2 separate regions of the Gossypium hirsutum genome follow, and region 2 is linked to region 1. A link is a contact called in public Hi-C data. All regions are on one chromosome and are shown on one strand. The core of a region is the stretch at or near the end of the contact, and the rest is flanking DNA. Distances in the headings are between cores, read along the strand shown. Region 1 holds the start of LOC107914547. Region 2 holds the start of LOC107914556 (CBL-interacting serine/threonine-protein kinase 14).

What was found. Hi-C and Micro-C count contacts between places; a contact is called where the count stands out from the background.
Region 2: a Hi-C map of leaf shows a contact between it and region 1, with 2.8 times the contacts expected there. The contact joins the promoter of LOC107914556 here to the promoter of LOC107914547 in region 1. A contact is called at or near these places in 6 of 34 Hi-C or Micro-C datasets (hypocotyl and leaf).

The regions. Positions count from the first base shown.
Region 1 is chrD10:19,535,635-19,543,141 of Gossypium_hirsutum_v2.1, reverse strand. It overlaps LOC107914547, which reads left to right and starts at 3,137. Exons shown (of 9, transcript XM_016843487.2): 1 at 3,137-3,398; 2 at 3,487-3,549; 3 at 3,659-3,714; 4 at 4,153-4,246; 5 at 4,365-4,425; 6 at 4,771-4,852; 7 at 5,885-5,940; 8 at 7,362-7,425. The coding sequence starts at 3,288.
Region 2 is chrD10:19,805,645-19,813,151 of Gossypium_hirsutum_v2.1, reverse strand. LOC107914556 (CBL-interacting serine/threonine-protein kinase 14) reads right to left here and starts at 3,289. Exons shown (of 1, transcript XM_016843498.2): 1 at 1,442-3,289. The coding sequence starts at 3,018. The coding sequence ends at 1,735.

The sequences.
Region 1 (7,507 bases), core at 1,888-4,387:
TAATTATAAGTTAACATATTTTTAAATTTTAAAATATGCAACTTAATAAATTAGTCCATTAAATATCATATTATAAAACTTTAAAGTATAATTACTATTTAATTTATGAAAAAAAATGGTATGTAATCAATAATTTATTTCTATGCTATCATTCATTACTATTATATCATCTTTTCACAAAGTTTTGGTTACTATTCTGTTATTTAACATTTATTATCATTTATTGGTAACTTATTATATTATTCACCATATATTATTTTTTTGTAGTTATTTATCTTTTAATTATGAAAGCTACCATATATTGTGAATAAATTATAAATTTAAATTTATTTATCATTAAATTATTTGAGAGGTTTGAATTTGATCATTCAATTATTAAAATTATAGATTTAAACATCAATATTAAAGATATTAAAAATATGGGTTAACTAATTTAAGAGATTAACAATTAGATGGCATGGCAAGGCTAAACACATGTCAGTAAACGCGTGGAATAACCACATTATCCAACGTATCATGTAGAATTGTTCACGCAGTTTTATATTTTTTTTAAATTAAAATATGGTAAATTATAATTGACCACTAACTTTCTTGAAAATTATATTTTGAGTTGATAAACTTTGAAATTCATAATATGGTGACCAATTTTTTGTGTCGGAGGTTGTGGGGTTGAAATTAAATCGTAATTTTTATAATAGTAAAAATGTAATTTTATCATTTTAATGGCCTATAACTTTATAATTTTTAAAGGATTAAATCAAATTTTTATCATTTTTTATGGGTTAAAGTATAATTTTATCTTTATTAATTTAAAATTTTTAAAATTTTAAAAGGGTTAAATGAAAAATTTTTCTCTTTTACGGAGGATTGGGCCTTCTCAGCCCCTAACTACACCCCTGTTTTTGTGTTTTTCAAATTTACTTTATTAATATTTGTTCTTTAGTATTAATATTTTGTTCTCAATAAGAATTTTATAAGGGTAAACTATTAAAATAATCACTTTTATTTCCTTCAGGTTACATTTTAGCTATTTATGTTTGAAATGTTACGTTTTAGCTATTTATGTTAACGTGTTGTAACATTTTAGTCACTGAGCCATTAATTGCCGTTAATGGTGTAATGGTAAGTTGACGTAGCATGTTAAATCATCATTTCAAAGAAAAATTTTAGGTTAAATTATACAATTGATCCCCATATTTTTTCGTTTTAAGCAATTTAATTTTTTTCTTTTATGTTATTTTAATTTTTTTTCCATTTATTTTCTTAGCCACATTGATCTGTCTCATTCTTATAGGTATGGCTGCCCGATTCCTTGCAGTCATTGCGAGCCATTTTCCCTCTTCGGTTGGATATTTCCCTTCCTTCAACCCGACCATTATTCGGTATGCTTGCTTGTACATACTGAGCACTGCATTGTCATCTGTGTTATCCTTGTGAATACTAGCTATTACAATCAGTCTTCGGACAATGAGAGCCACATCCTGGTAGTTTGGAGAGGGGGAAGAAAGAAAGCCTGAGAGGCACTCGCTGAGGGCAAAGGTTGCTACTTCAGCCTTGAACCTTGGACCTTGCGAGGCATTCAGGCAAATTTGGAATAGATATTGAGGACTGCAAGTCTTTGTGCCAGCAAAGTTCTTCAGGGCATGATGTTTGGACTCTAAATTATTCAGTCTTCCATGCATATCATAGGCATTGAGCACGTCTATAAAATGGATATCACCTTCAATGTTCCCCACTGATAGTGAAGTAAGTATCTGCATGCATGCATCCAATTGAAGAATTATATGGAAAAAAAGCTTCAAGAGAAGAAATATTAGAAATACGGTTGCTGCTGCTCAAGCATTTGCAACCTGAAAAAATAGAGGGAGAAGCAGAAAAGAATGAAAAAAAAGAGTTAAAAGAACATAAAAGAAAAAAAAATTAAATTGCTCAAAACAAAAGAAATAGAACCAATTGTATAATTTAACCTAAAATTTTTGTTTGAAATAATGATTTAATGTGCCATGTCAGCTTGCCGTTACACCGTTAATGACAATTAACAGCTCAGTGACTAAAATGTTATAGCACGTTAACGTAAGTGATTAAAACGTAACATTTCAAATATAAGTGACTAAAATGTAACCTGAAGTAAACAAACGTAACTATTTTGATAGCTTACCCATTTTATAATGATTTATTCATAAGAAAAAAGTAATAGAAGTTGCAAGGATTGTATAAGTCAAGTAGGATTTCCTATTACAATATATTGTTATTTAACTTATATATAATACATTTATTGCAAACAATTTCAATTTCGTAAACATCTTATAATTTCATCTAAAACTTTTCTATTGTCTTAAATGAATTGTTAACATAAGATATGTTTTTTTCCCAGATTGGATTTTATGTATCTATATATACTTACTTATATTAAGTTTTTTATTGAGTTAGTATCGTTGTGAAATTATTAAATTACTCTTTCATATACAAATTAAGATACATTTTTACAAGAATGTTTTTATTTTTTTATATATAACAAATAAATAAAAAATCGAGCTCAATACAACATGCATAATAAATATTTAATTTTACTATTATAGTCAAAATATGAATTGATTTTATATAAATTTTTAATAAATATATTTGATACATAATATTTTACACATATAATGAGTATATCATAAAATCTAGTAATGATTTAAAACTCATCTTGGTTTTTTCGTAGATAATTCATTAAAATAAAATTGGAAAAACTTAATTTATAAATTAAATAATATAAAATTTTTCCTTGGATAGATATAAGCTGACAATTAATTTCGTCAGAAAATTACACCTTTAACATTATGATGTTATGTTAATAACTATTTTGTAAATATTTAGAAAAACGTAGGATGATGGATATGCAAATATAGAAACTAGTTTTGAAAGGTGATTTTATATTGCTTATAAAACAAACTTTCATGTAATGTTTAAAAAAGATATTCATATAAAAAGCTAAAGGCATGAATTATTGACAACATTTGTTACTTTTTTAAATTATAAATTTTTGGTCAGTTTTTCACTTTCTAAATCATTTTATTTATAAAAAAAATTACCACATATTTTATTATGCATGAACATTATTTTTGGACCGAAACGAGGAAAGGATAACTGCTGGCCCGTATTCCGTAACAGGCTCAGGCCCCTGGCCTGGGTGGACTCGATCGAAGCAAAAGTTAGAAATGAATAAAAAAAGGAACAAGTGTTGAGTAATTCGGAATTCTCTTGGCGGAGAGAAGAAACGCGGCTGACGAGAACATTGCAGAATAATGGCGTCGCTGTGTCTTTTAGTTTTGCTGTTACTTTGTCTTCCTTTTATTTCCGTTGCTTACAGGCCAGGGGACATCGTTCCTATGAGCAAGATGGGTCAATACCACTCCGTCAGTTGTCTTTTCTTTTCCTTTTTTCTTTTTTTAAAGTTTTTAATCTAATTTTGAAGTTAAGATCTCTGAATTTGATTAATTTCAGTCTAGAACTGTTTGGCATGACGTGATCGGGAAACATTGCCCAATTTTTGCTGTTAATCGGGAGGTATTCTTCTTCTTCTTCTTCTTCTTCTTCTTCTTCTTCTTCTTCTTCAACCTTCCCCATTTTCTGTTTCTTTTTTGAAAATTTTATTTATGTATAAATTAATTTGCAGGTGTTAATTCCTATAGCAAAGCCGACTGGTTACACGGGAGCTGATCCCTATAAAATGTAAGAATTTACTCAAATTTATGATTTTCTTAATTCAACCTCTTTTTTTTTTTGTTTGGCATTAGTTGCAAATTCTAGGGTTCCGATAGCTAAACGAAGAGAAAATTGAAACCATCGAATTCAATTCCTCAGATTCATGAATGAAATGTTTTCGAGCCCAAAAATGTATTTTCATTCAGCTTTTTTCGAGTAAGCGTTTTTCATACTCCGAATAATGAGTCTGAGATTCAGACCTGAGCTTTAACTTCTGGGCTCATTTTTTGGTATATTCTTATCCTTTGCTTTCCACTCCTAATTTTTTCTCATAAACTAAGGCCAACAGTTTTTCTTAGCAACTATCTTTTGCTTCTGCATAAAATGTTTTTGTAGTTCATAAGTTCAATATTTTTAGAAATTATTATAGTAATCCGTGTTTTACAATGTTTGACTCACGTCTAGATCATTCCAAGTTGGGAAGGAGAAGTTTCTTGTTCCTTGGCTTTTTCTTATAAATCGTAAAAGTTCTGAAGTTCCAATGATTGACATGCATTTGGTAAGATATTTTTGTAGCTTTTACCCCTTTGCTTTTGGAAATCGTAACTTCTTGACTGATACATGTCTAGTTATTTTGCTTGATTTGACTGAGTTCTTGTGGTTTTTGTGTCGTTCAGAGGTACTCAGGTGGTGATTTGCATGGTGTCACTGCTAAAATTGTAGATATGCCTCATCACTGTATGTAATCTTATCTATATGTTTCAGTGTGGTACTAGTTTGCTAACAAATAGAGAAACATGTAAGAGTGTATTAGGAAATTATAATAGTCTACGATGCTTGCAGCGAAGTTGTGGTCAAAATTGTTTTTGGATCAGGAGAGATGTGAGAGTTATTGCTTTTGTAAATTGATTCACAGCTTTGTTGTGTTGTGCATCATTTGTGCATCTGTGAAATTGTATGCAGAGATTTCTTCATATTCATTATTTTCAGAGTAGCATATCCAGTACTTCAAAGAGATCATAACTATTCATTTATTTATTTTCCGGTGGGTGACTGGGAACTGATTACGTTTGTCTTCTACAGATGTTGAAATTCATCCAAATATTCGTAAACAATTCTGGGATCCTCAACATTGGCCAAAACATGTGCTTGTCAGATACACCTGGTCAGTTTGTTTGTTGTTGAAATCTCTCTTCCACATGCACATTGTTTGTCTAGTTCTGAATTTAGTCTGCCTTCAAGTTTTCAGAAGCGTAGGAGAATATACTTTGAAACCTATATTATCATTTAAAGCAAAGGAGACTAGGGCGAGCAAAACTCGATTCAATTTAAAAAAAAATTCAAATTTCGAGTTAATCAAATCGAGTTATTCGATTTTTTCTAGTTAACTTGAATAAGTAATTCATGTCTTAAGTTCGAGTCGAGTTGAATTATACAATTCGCATAACACAAAAAATTCGAATAACTCAAATAATAGATTGGTTTGAATACCCCTTTGGTCCTATCAATTTTGAAAATTAGTAAATTGGTCCCTCTTTACAAAAATTACAAAAAACAAATTCAAAATAATTTTTAAAAATTCAAAATATTTATAAAAATTCTAAAATTGATATATTTTAAAAAATTATAAAAATTTTAAAAAAATTCTAAATATGTAAAGAAAGTAAAAAATTTAAAAAATTTCTAAATAATAATTTTGGAACCTAAAGAAGTTAATTAATGATTCAAGTTTAGTTTTCAAATATATATGGTTTTAAATTTATATGCTTTAATATGGTAGTTACATTGTAGCAAGATTTTAATTTGACTTGTTTAATTTTTTTAACTAGAACAATTTCACTTAATTTAATTCGACTCGATTTGAATTTCATTTCCCTCAACTTGATTCGAAAAAATTTCAAAAAGTTAGGATGATAAAATACGTCTCGTCAACTCGATTAATTCGAAATTTTTGCACTCGATTCGATCAAACGCTCACCCCTTAAGGAGATTGTATCCGTGCTGTATCTTAAGTGCTTAATAATACCTAGCTTTTAACCTCTGAAAACTTGAGAATTTTGATTGACTCAACTGGAACTTTTAAACGCAGGAACCAATAGTTTTTTTAACTTTAATTATACTTATTTGTAATATAAATGCACGTATGCTTCCATCATTTGTTACAAATTGTGATATGGTTGTGATGGTCATATGACAGGGAGGAACAATTAGAGATAGATGTGACATCTGGATTTTACGTTCTGTTTGGGTCAGGTAAAAAGTCAACACTATATATGTCGGTGGATCTATTTATTATGATCTGCACTACTTGCACATTTTGGTTCCCGAAACAGAAATCATTTAGAATGCTAACGTTCCAAAGCTATTTGTTTTAACTTTTTTCTTGATCTTCCTCCTAATTCTCATAGTCTTAGTCTTCATAGCTATCAGAAGCACTCATCATTTGTATGTTGCAACATATGTTTCCATTTGCTAAGTTCTTTGCCGTATTTGTTTTATGAAAGCATGTGTGGAAAATTTTTCCCCTTATAGAAAGTGCATATCAATGTTGTCAACGGCACAAGCTGCACTCTAGGCGCAAGAGCGCTTGTATTGCCTCAGGTGCAAGGCAGAAAACAATGCTCACCTGAGTGAAGTAAGGTGCAAGAGATATATATGTTTCCCTGTATCTATGTGTATATTATTACATATAAAATAAACGTAGGATATTTAATTATGATAATAAACTATAGCAATTGTTTTGTTGGCCAATAAGCATGATTTCTTTACCTTCTCATGTATGTTTTGGATACTCAAACTATTGAGAAGCAGAGTGTTTGATGCTATCCCGTTTCTTACTAGTAATTCTAATCCCCGTAACTCTAAACTTTGGTTGTAGACTGAGTTACTTATTTACATTTTAGACAATGAACGGCAGACTAGTTTCCTATGTTGTTGTGTTCGGATTTGGGTTGTCTGTGAAAATGTGAATGCCAATTGGCCCATGAGGGATGTGTGACGTGTTGTTTTCTTGTATTATTCTCTTTCGGTCATTGGATTTAATTGCTGTCCCTCTCTTTAATAGCTGTTCTGGGGGCGATTGTATCTTCCAAATAAATTTGTCTTTTGGAGTTTAGACTTTGGTGATAATATGGTTAAGATGTTATCATATTGTTTTCCATTTATTACAATAGTTATTTAAAATATAATGTCATATTTCTCTGTCAATACTTTGGATCTATAAATATAATATATCATCAATATATAGTAATCTTCTCATTTGGACAATTTTTTAGGCACATCTAATGAAAAAAGTTAACAACGAAAGAAATTAAAGAGAACTTTAATCATGCGGGCTTTTGTTTTTGTTTTTGTTTTTTCTAAATTTATTTAATTTCAATTGCCTTGTTAAAGCATGCCTAGACGTACCAATCAAATGTGCCTAGGTGCATACCTTGACAACATTGGTCTATATTAGTCTCGGATGCACATACTCACCCTGTGCAAGCCGATATTGTCATGATCCTAATAGCAGTGCATCACTTAATCCTCGAAGAATGTCACTTTGCTGAGGGGAAACCTATGATAGCCATCCTTTATGTGAAACCATGCACAGATTTGATAGCAAATGCCTGATTAATTTGAGAGATCTATTTACACTATGGCTGCTAATTTTCATGTTTGTGCGGGAACAGGTCTAATGCTGTCATTTATTCTCTCAATCTATATCTTGCAGTCATCAAGGGACAAATTAGCAAGGTAACATTTTATCCCATATGTTTTACATTTTTTTTTCCTTCCACTAAAATTAATAGATTCCACCTGAAATGGTATGGTGCTT
Region 2 (7,507 bases), core at 2,040-4,539, 270 kb before region 1:
TTATTCATTCAAATATTAAATTTTTAATTAACGATTAATCATAAAAATTATATTATATTTACACTTTTATTTTAATTACGTAAAAAAATTTTAAGTATTAATTAAGATAAAAAATATTCATGATTAAAGTGAAAAAACGATAGAAATTAAGAAAATTATCAAATTTTAATTATTTATCTCTAGCTAAAAGTTCTAAATTTCCTTTTTTTTATATTTAAATTTTAAATTTTAAAACATCAAAATTAATTAAATAAATTATTTTTTTAACAATTATTTGCTCTTTTAACACAATGCATAGAACTACCTATAACCTTTTCTCAACCCATAAATAGGAGGATAATATGCCTCAACGTATTCAAACTCACGTCCTCCTACATTGACATCAATGCTTATGGCAGTCGAAATAAGACTCAACAATTATTGAAAATTTTTATCCATTAATAATATCAACAGATTTATTATTATAATATTAAAGTTTGTGAAATTATGTTTATAAAATTTTAAATCTTATTTTATATTTTCAAATTTTATAATGATTGGATAAGAAAAGGAAATTAAAATAGGATAGGGGAGAGAGGAGCATCAGAATGATTTGAAGGAAAGGGATTTGCTCCACTCCTTCACTCAATGTCTTAGGGATGAAGTAAGAATTAGTTGGTTTTCTGCGTAATTAACATACTCAAATGTACCATGAAATAGTAAATAAAATCTCCCATTCATTTCACCAATCTCTAAAATCTCAATCTTCTCCAAGATTCAACTTTTAATCAACATTTTAGGCTTACTGCTTAGTAAATCCAAATTTATATTTAAAAAATAGGTCGTAAGCTTTCAATGAAAAAATGGATTGTATTCAAGAATTAAACATAAAAATGTCGCTAAATTAAAGAAATATGATGATTTTTTTTAATTAGGGGTTTGAATTGTTTTCTCTATAGGTCGATTCTAGAAAAAGAAAAGAAAAATGCGCCATCTCCCAAAATTAGGATTCTTAATTTTGATAGGTTTAGGGTTATTTTTAAAGGGTTTAGGATTAGAATTTTTAAAGTGATACGATAAAAGTTCATAAGTAAGTTTGAGTGGACAGTGATGTGATAACGCGCCTTAAAACACATACATTTCATATGACATGGTGGGATAACACCATTAACTCATTAACTCATCTTGGAAAAGTCAAACCTTGTTATCGTTTCCAACCAATATTCAAAAAGTTATCGGAAAAAAACGCGTCCAGCTAAATACGCTTTTCTTTTCTATTTCTAAAATCAACTGATTTCCTTAGTTTTAAAAAAAAACCAAAACCCTAATTAAAAAAATCAGCATAATTTAGCCTAAACATCTCTATTTTGATTTTACAATATGATTAGAATATTTTATCAATTGACAATTTCTTTTAAAAAAAAGGGAACCCAATGAAGTGAACTAAAAAGCAAAGGGAGAATTAATAGGAATAACTTGAAATCAAAGTTCAAATCCGGGCAAAAATATAATACAGGAAACCCGGTCGGTGAATTGGATTTGCTCCGATTTGTCGGACAATTTACACAAGACATTATTATATCACACAAAACATACACATTTTGCTTTGTTTCCTTGTTTTTAACTTTTCTGGCTGTATATGTACATAGTATACTACAACCGCCGAGAACATTTTCCCGGCAGGTTTTCTGATTTACTGTAAAGACTTCACAATTTCATCATCTATTAATTACCCAGAAACCTACCTTGCCTTGCTTAATTTCTATATGCCAAATCGGAAAGTTTTGGCCATAACTTATCTTTCCAAATGTCGCCGCTTGGCTCGACGTTAATCTCCCGCCGCCCCACCTCCACGACCACCAAATTTTCAGTTAGCTGAAGTATATCTACGGCGAGAACAAAATCACAATTATGTCCTTCTAATAGTATCGCATTTTCTCTTCTCTTCTTCACCTTCACGTTCTCCATTCCTCTGATCTCTTCCTCGATTCTCTCTATTATTCTTTCCGGTTTCTCCCCCGAAATAAACCGCTCTCTTCGGACTGAAAGCTCTGCCGCGTCGAACAAACCGGAGAGGTCGAAACCGGATGAAAATGAGATTATATCGAAGGCGTTTAAGCACTTGGTGCCCGGGCCCTGGGTTTCTTCTTTATATTCAAAATCTTCACCATGGAATTTGTTTTCTTTGTAACCTTTCTTGAACCAAGGGTCGTTCATGATTTCATCGACGGTGATCCTTGTTTCAGGATAAGGGTCGAGAAGCCGACATATGAACCGCCGGAGATCAGGGGACGTCCACTTCGGGAACCGGAATTCGCCTTTATAGATTCTATGGTACATCACCATCAGATTGGGATCGTTGAACGGCAAATATCCGGCGTGGAGGACATATAAAATGATGCCGCATGACCAAACATCCACTTTGGCACCGTCGTATCCTTTCTTTGCTAGAACCTCAGGCGCCACGTAAGCTGGGGTTCCGCATAAAGTATGGAGGAGGCCATCGGGTCGGATCTGTTCCTTCACCGCACTGAGTCCGAAATCGGTTACTTTTAAATTCCAGTTTTCGTCGAGGAGGAGATTTTCGGGTTTCAAATCGCGGTGAAAGACGCCCCTCGAGTGACAAAATTGGACGGTTGAAATCAACTGCTGGAAATAGCGACGGCTGAGATCTTCGCTGAAACGTCCCCTGGCAATCCGGGTGAACAACTCCCCGCCTTTGGCGAACTCCATGACGAAATAAACCTTAGCCTTCGTAGCCAACACCTCAATGAGCTTGACAATGTTAGGGTGGCGCAACCGTCGCATGATAGCGATCTCTCTCTTGACCTGCTCCATGAACCCGCCTTTCACAACTTTCTGTTTGCTCACGGCTTTGATGGCCACGCTCTGCCCTGTCCTCACGTTGCGAGCGTGGTAAACTTTTGCAAAAGCCCCGCATCCCAGTAACTTCCCAATTTCGTATTTCCCAAACAAGGTGATATCCGACAGCTCACTGGTTATGCTGCTGCAACTGCCCGCCTCTTCCATTTCCGGCATTGTTGTCAAACCCAAAGAACCAACCTTCCGTTAAATCTTTAACAACACCCCCATGAAACAGAGTATTAAAAAAAGTCTAACTCAAAAAAGAAAAAGGGGGTTTACTCCACTTCCCCTCTTTTTTTTTTTCCTTTCTGGGTTCAACCTTCTCTTTCTAGGAAAACAAACAATTAAATGTTTCCCAACAGGAAAAGATTGAAAAAAAAAACAAAGAAGAGAAAGAAGCAGGGAAGTTTAAACTGAAACTTTGTTACAGGGGAGAGCTTTGATGACAACTGAATAGGACTGCTTTTTGAAGCTATTTATCAATGGTGGATTGGGTTACTTTTGTCTTTTCACTCAACTGGACACGTGGATTTTTATGTTTCTTTGAACGTTTAATTCTAATTAAATATATTTTTACATTCACGGCTTGGAGAAATCGTTTAGCCTCATCTGCACCTTAATATTTTATATCAAAATAATATTTATTATTTTATAATATAAATAATTTTTAATAAAATTAGTATAGTAGCATAGATATTACCAATTAATCACACATCAACTCAAACAGTTGTGATTGAATTAAATTTTAAACTAAAACTGTAATCCAAGGCAAACAGTTAAAAATTTTAATTTTGATTTTTGAAAATATATTTTCTAATAAAATTATATTTTATCCTCCAAATAAATTTTCTATTTTATGACTAAAATTATCATTTTATTTTTTTGAAAACATTTTACAATTTATGAATAATTTTAAATTTAAAGCTTGTGTGAGAGCAAAGCCAAGGACAAAATTCAGCCACCCAAGTGTCATAAGTTTGTGTAAAGTTGATGTTAAAATGACTCAATAAAATATAGTAATACCAAATCATAGGGATTAACGAATTTCGTGAATCTGTCAAACACAAATGTGAACCTTTTTTCAAATTTTAATGACTGACGATTTCTATTTTAACTACAGAAAGAGAAAACGAGAATTTACGGTTTCAACCTATATCTTTCATTTTACTTTGGCTCCAAAAAAACATATCATTTTACTTTATTTAAAAAGGAGAAATTTGTCAAAATATTTTTATTCATTATCCTTTAATCATCGTTAACAAGTTGATATTCACATTTAATAAATAAGTTTTAATATTCATTTGATTAAACTTTTCTCTTTTTTTTTCAAGTTGTTTGTTTCTTCTTCATTGTTTTACCCATCAACGGTGCCAGTCTCGTATCTAGTTACTGCCTGCTTTTTTTTTTCCTCCCACCAACTCTCTCTTTCTTTATTCTCCTCATTCACTCTCTATGTCGTTTCTCTTTTCCATTTGCATATTTTTTTTGATAAATATCTTCACTATCTTCACAATTTGCGATGGATAGATGACACAATGTCTATTTTCACTAAATCTCTATGGCTACCTATAGTTTCTCTTGGAAATTGAGTTGGTTGTAGGTATTCAAATGGTGGCTTTTCATCAGCTTCTTTATTTGTTAATATTTTGAGAGTATTTTAGAATAATAAAAGATTACACGAGTCGATTTAGACCAATGTTGTCTTAAGTACTATATGTTTTTTTTGTTTCTTTTCCATTATTTAATAAGTCTTCACTTTTAGAAGTTTTTGCCGTATTTAGTATAAGTGTTTTAGTCTTGCTTATGCATGTAGTATTGTTTTTGCAAGTGATTTTAGGGATGATTTTGTCATTGCCCTTTCCAATTTTGGTGGATGTTCAACTTTTTTGCTAATTTTGCCCTATCGTTTGAGACCATCCAAGGCTGATTTCCTCATGATGTTAACTGATTGCAATCACTTCAGATATGTCATGCTTGAGCTGTGACAGAGTTGATTGTCAACATGTCATAATGTTTTATTGATGCTAAGGTTTAAGCCTTTGTCTTATTGATGGAGCTTATCCTTTATCGCCAACAATGGGTGTTTGTTGTTTTTTTTTTCTTTTCCCCGAATTGTATGGTCTCATTTAGACCTACTTATGGGTCGGGCCACCGGCCTGACCCGAAGGCCTGTCCGAAATGTGAGAAGGTTTTGGTAAAAATATAGGCTCGAAAAATAAGCTTGGACAAAAAAATAAGGTCCATTTAAAAAACGGGTCAGGCCTTGGGTAAGTCATTTTTGGCCCGGGTCCGAATTACTAAAGGATAAAAAAATCTGGTTTTTTTAATATTATTTTCTTATTGTTTTCTCCCTATTTTGCGACCATTTTACTATTATGTTGCTACTATTTTGTTGTTATTGTTTGGACATTGTATAAAACTTATTTTATCATTTTAAAGACATTTGTTAATTTTGTTATTATTTTAGAGGCATTTGTTTGTTAAGTTGCATCTATCTTAGTGTTATTTAAGTATACATATTTTTTAAAATTTATTTTCAATTTATTGGGAAATATTTATTTTGATATTTTTAGTATTTTTGATGTATTATATATATTTTAAAATTATATAAAAAATAATATGGACAGGCCGGGTCGGGCCCGGGTTTTAGCATTTTTATCTGGGTTGGGCTTGGGCAAAATTTTAGGCCCAATTTTTAGGCCGGGCTGGGCCCGAGCCTAAAAAATGGGCCTAAATTTGTAGTTGAGCCCGGCTCGGCCTGGCCTATGCACACCTCTAGTCTCATTCATGGAATGAATTAATGAAATTTTCCTTTAAAAAAAAAGATAAGTCCTACATGGGTCCTATACATTTGAATGGTGATGATTATTGTGTTGAATATTAATAAATGAAAAAGTAATGGAGTGGGTTTTAACCAGTAAATATACCATGGAGACCCCTGTACTAGGAGTCAAATTGCATTTGCCCATTTACTAAAAAAATCAAAAAATTAGTCCATGTAAGTTAGATCAATGAGCAAATTGGTAATTTCTGTTAAAAATTTCATCCCTTTGTACTGTTAAAAGTTGGTGTGGCTGATAAAATAACTAGACAATGACACATGGTGTCACGTGTACCTTATCTTGACGTATAGGGACCCCATTTTTAATAGTAAAAATGGATGAAATTTTTAACAGAATGGCCAATTTTCTCTTTGATCTAACATACGAGAACTAATTTACCCATATTTTTAGTAGAGTGGCTAAAATGCAATCCAACTTCTAATATAGAAGCCTTTATGATACTTTTATCGATGTTAACCCATATTTTTAGTTAATTCCTTGGGAAATCTGAAATTTTCACCAACAATAGCATATAATATAATTTCTCTTCTATTGGTAAGGTATGAAATTGAATCCCCCAAAGGAAAAACAAATTGAGTTTTAGAAACTCATCACTTTCGACAACTAGTAATTGCCACAACTTTACGTACTAAAATATAAATTAAAGGGTTAATTATTTTTTATGTCTTAACTTGACAATGATTCTTAGGAGCTCAATTTTTTTAAGATTAAATTAGTCCTAAATTAGGTAATTGTTCTCACACGTTAGAGTTTAAACTCTATTTTATCTAAGTTAGTCTTTTAACTTCAAAATTATTTTTATATCGAGGTTTGAACTTTTTTTGATCCACTTTCTTTTAAGGACATATTAAAGACTAACTTGGATAAAAAAAAATTCAAACTCTAACATTTGTCAAGTTTAAGAATTAATTTTGACAAAATAGAATTTAGACCTCAATTTAAGAGCACTTACAAAAAAAAATACAGATTTGGTTATAAATGAATTTATAGCATGCTTAGTTACTTAATTTGTATATGCATTACTACTCAGCTGCAAATTTATTTATTTCCATGCTCAAGTGACAAGTAGGTTTAATGGAGTTGTGTTGATCAACCACATCCATGACTCCCAATTCTCAAATCAACAATGTTTGTGTTGTCATTTAAATGTTAAATTTTGAGTTGACATATACTTAGTGTTAATGATAATTATTGGATTGACAAAAATAACGATTTTGATTTGTTTTTTTTTTTGAAAAAAAGAAGACATTAAATCCATTATTCAAATCCAAAATCAATGCAAAATATTTGATTGCTCTTATAGTAAATAACAGAAATCTTTGGAAAACTAAAATTCAGGTGAGGAGCTTACATGTGTCTTCTAACAATATTGCCAAGTGTCAACCAATAAACTTTGCCAACAAAACTTACTTTAATTGTGTATAAATATATGATACCGACAGTTGTTACATTTTTACTTTTGATCAAATAATTAAAATATTGAATGTAATTCTGGTAGGAAATTTTAAAATGTTAATTGTGACATTTTAATTATTAAATAATTTTGGTTCAATTGAAATAAAGAAACAGAAGTGATAACTTGAGAAATAGGATGACCCTACAGAAAATAATAATTTAATTGTTTTACTGAATTTTGAATTATATATGGCCAAAAAATATGACAGCAAAGAAGTCACCAATGGTGGATTCCCAGAATCTTCATTTTGGTAGGTATCTTCTGCCTACTCATTCCGGAAATCTCTACTGCAAATTCATTGTCAATTTTCTTTTTATTTAGTTTCACATGCTATCAACAAGTGTGGGACACATACCTATCCATT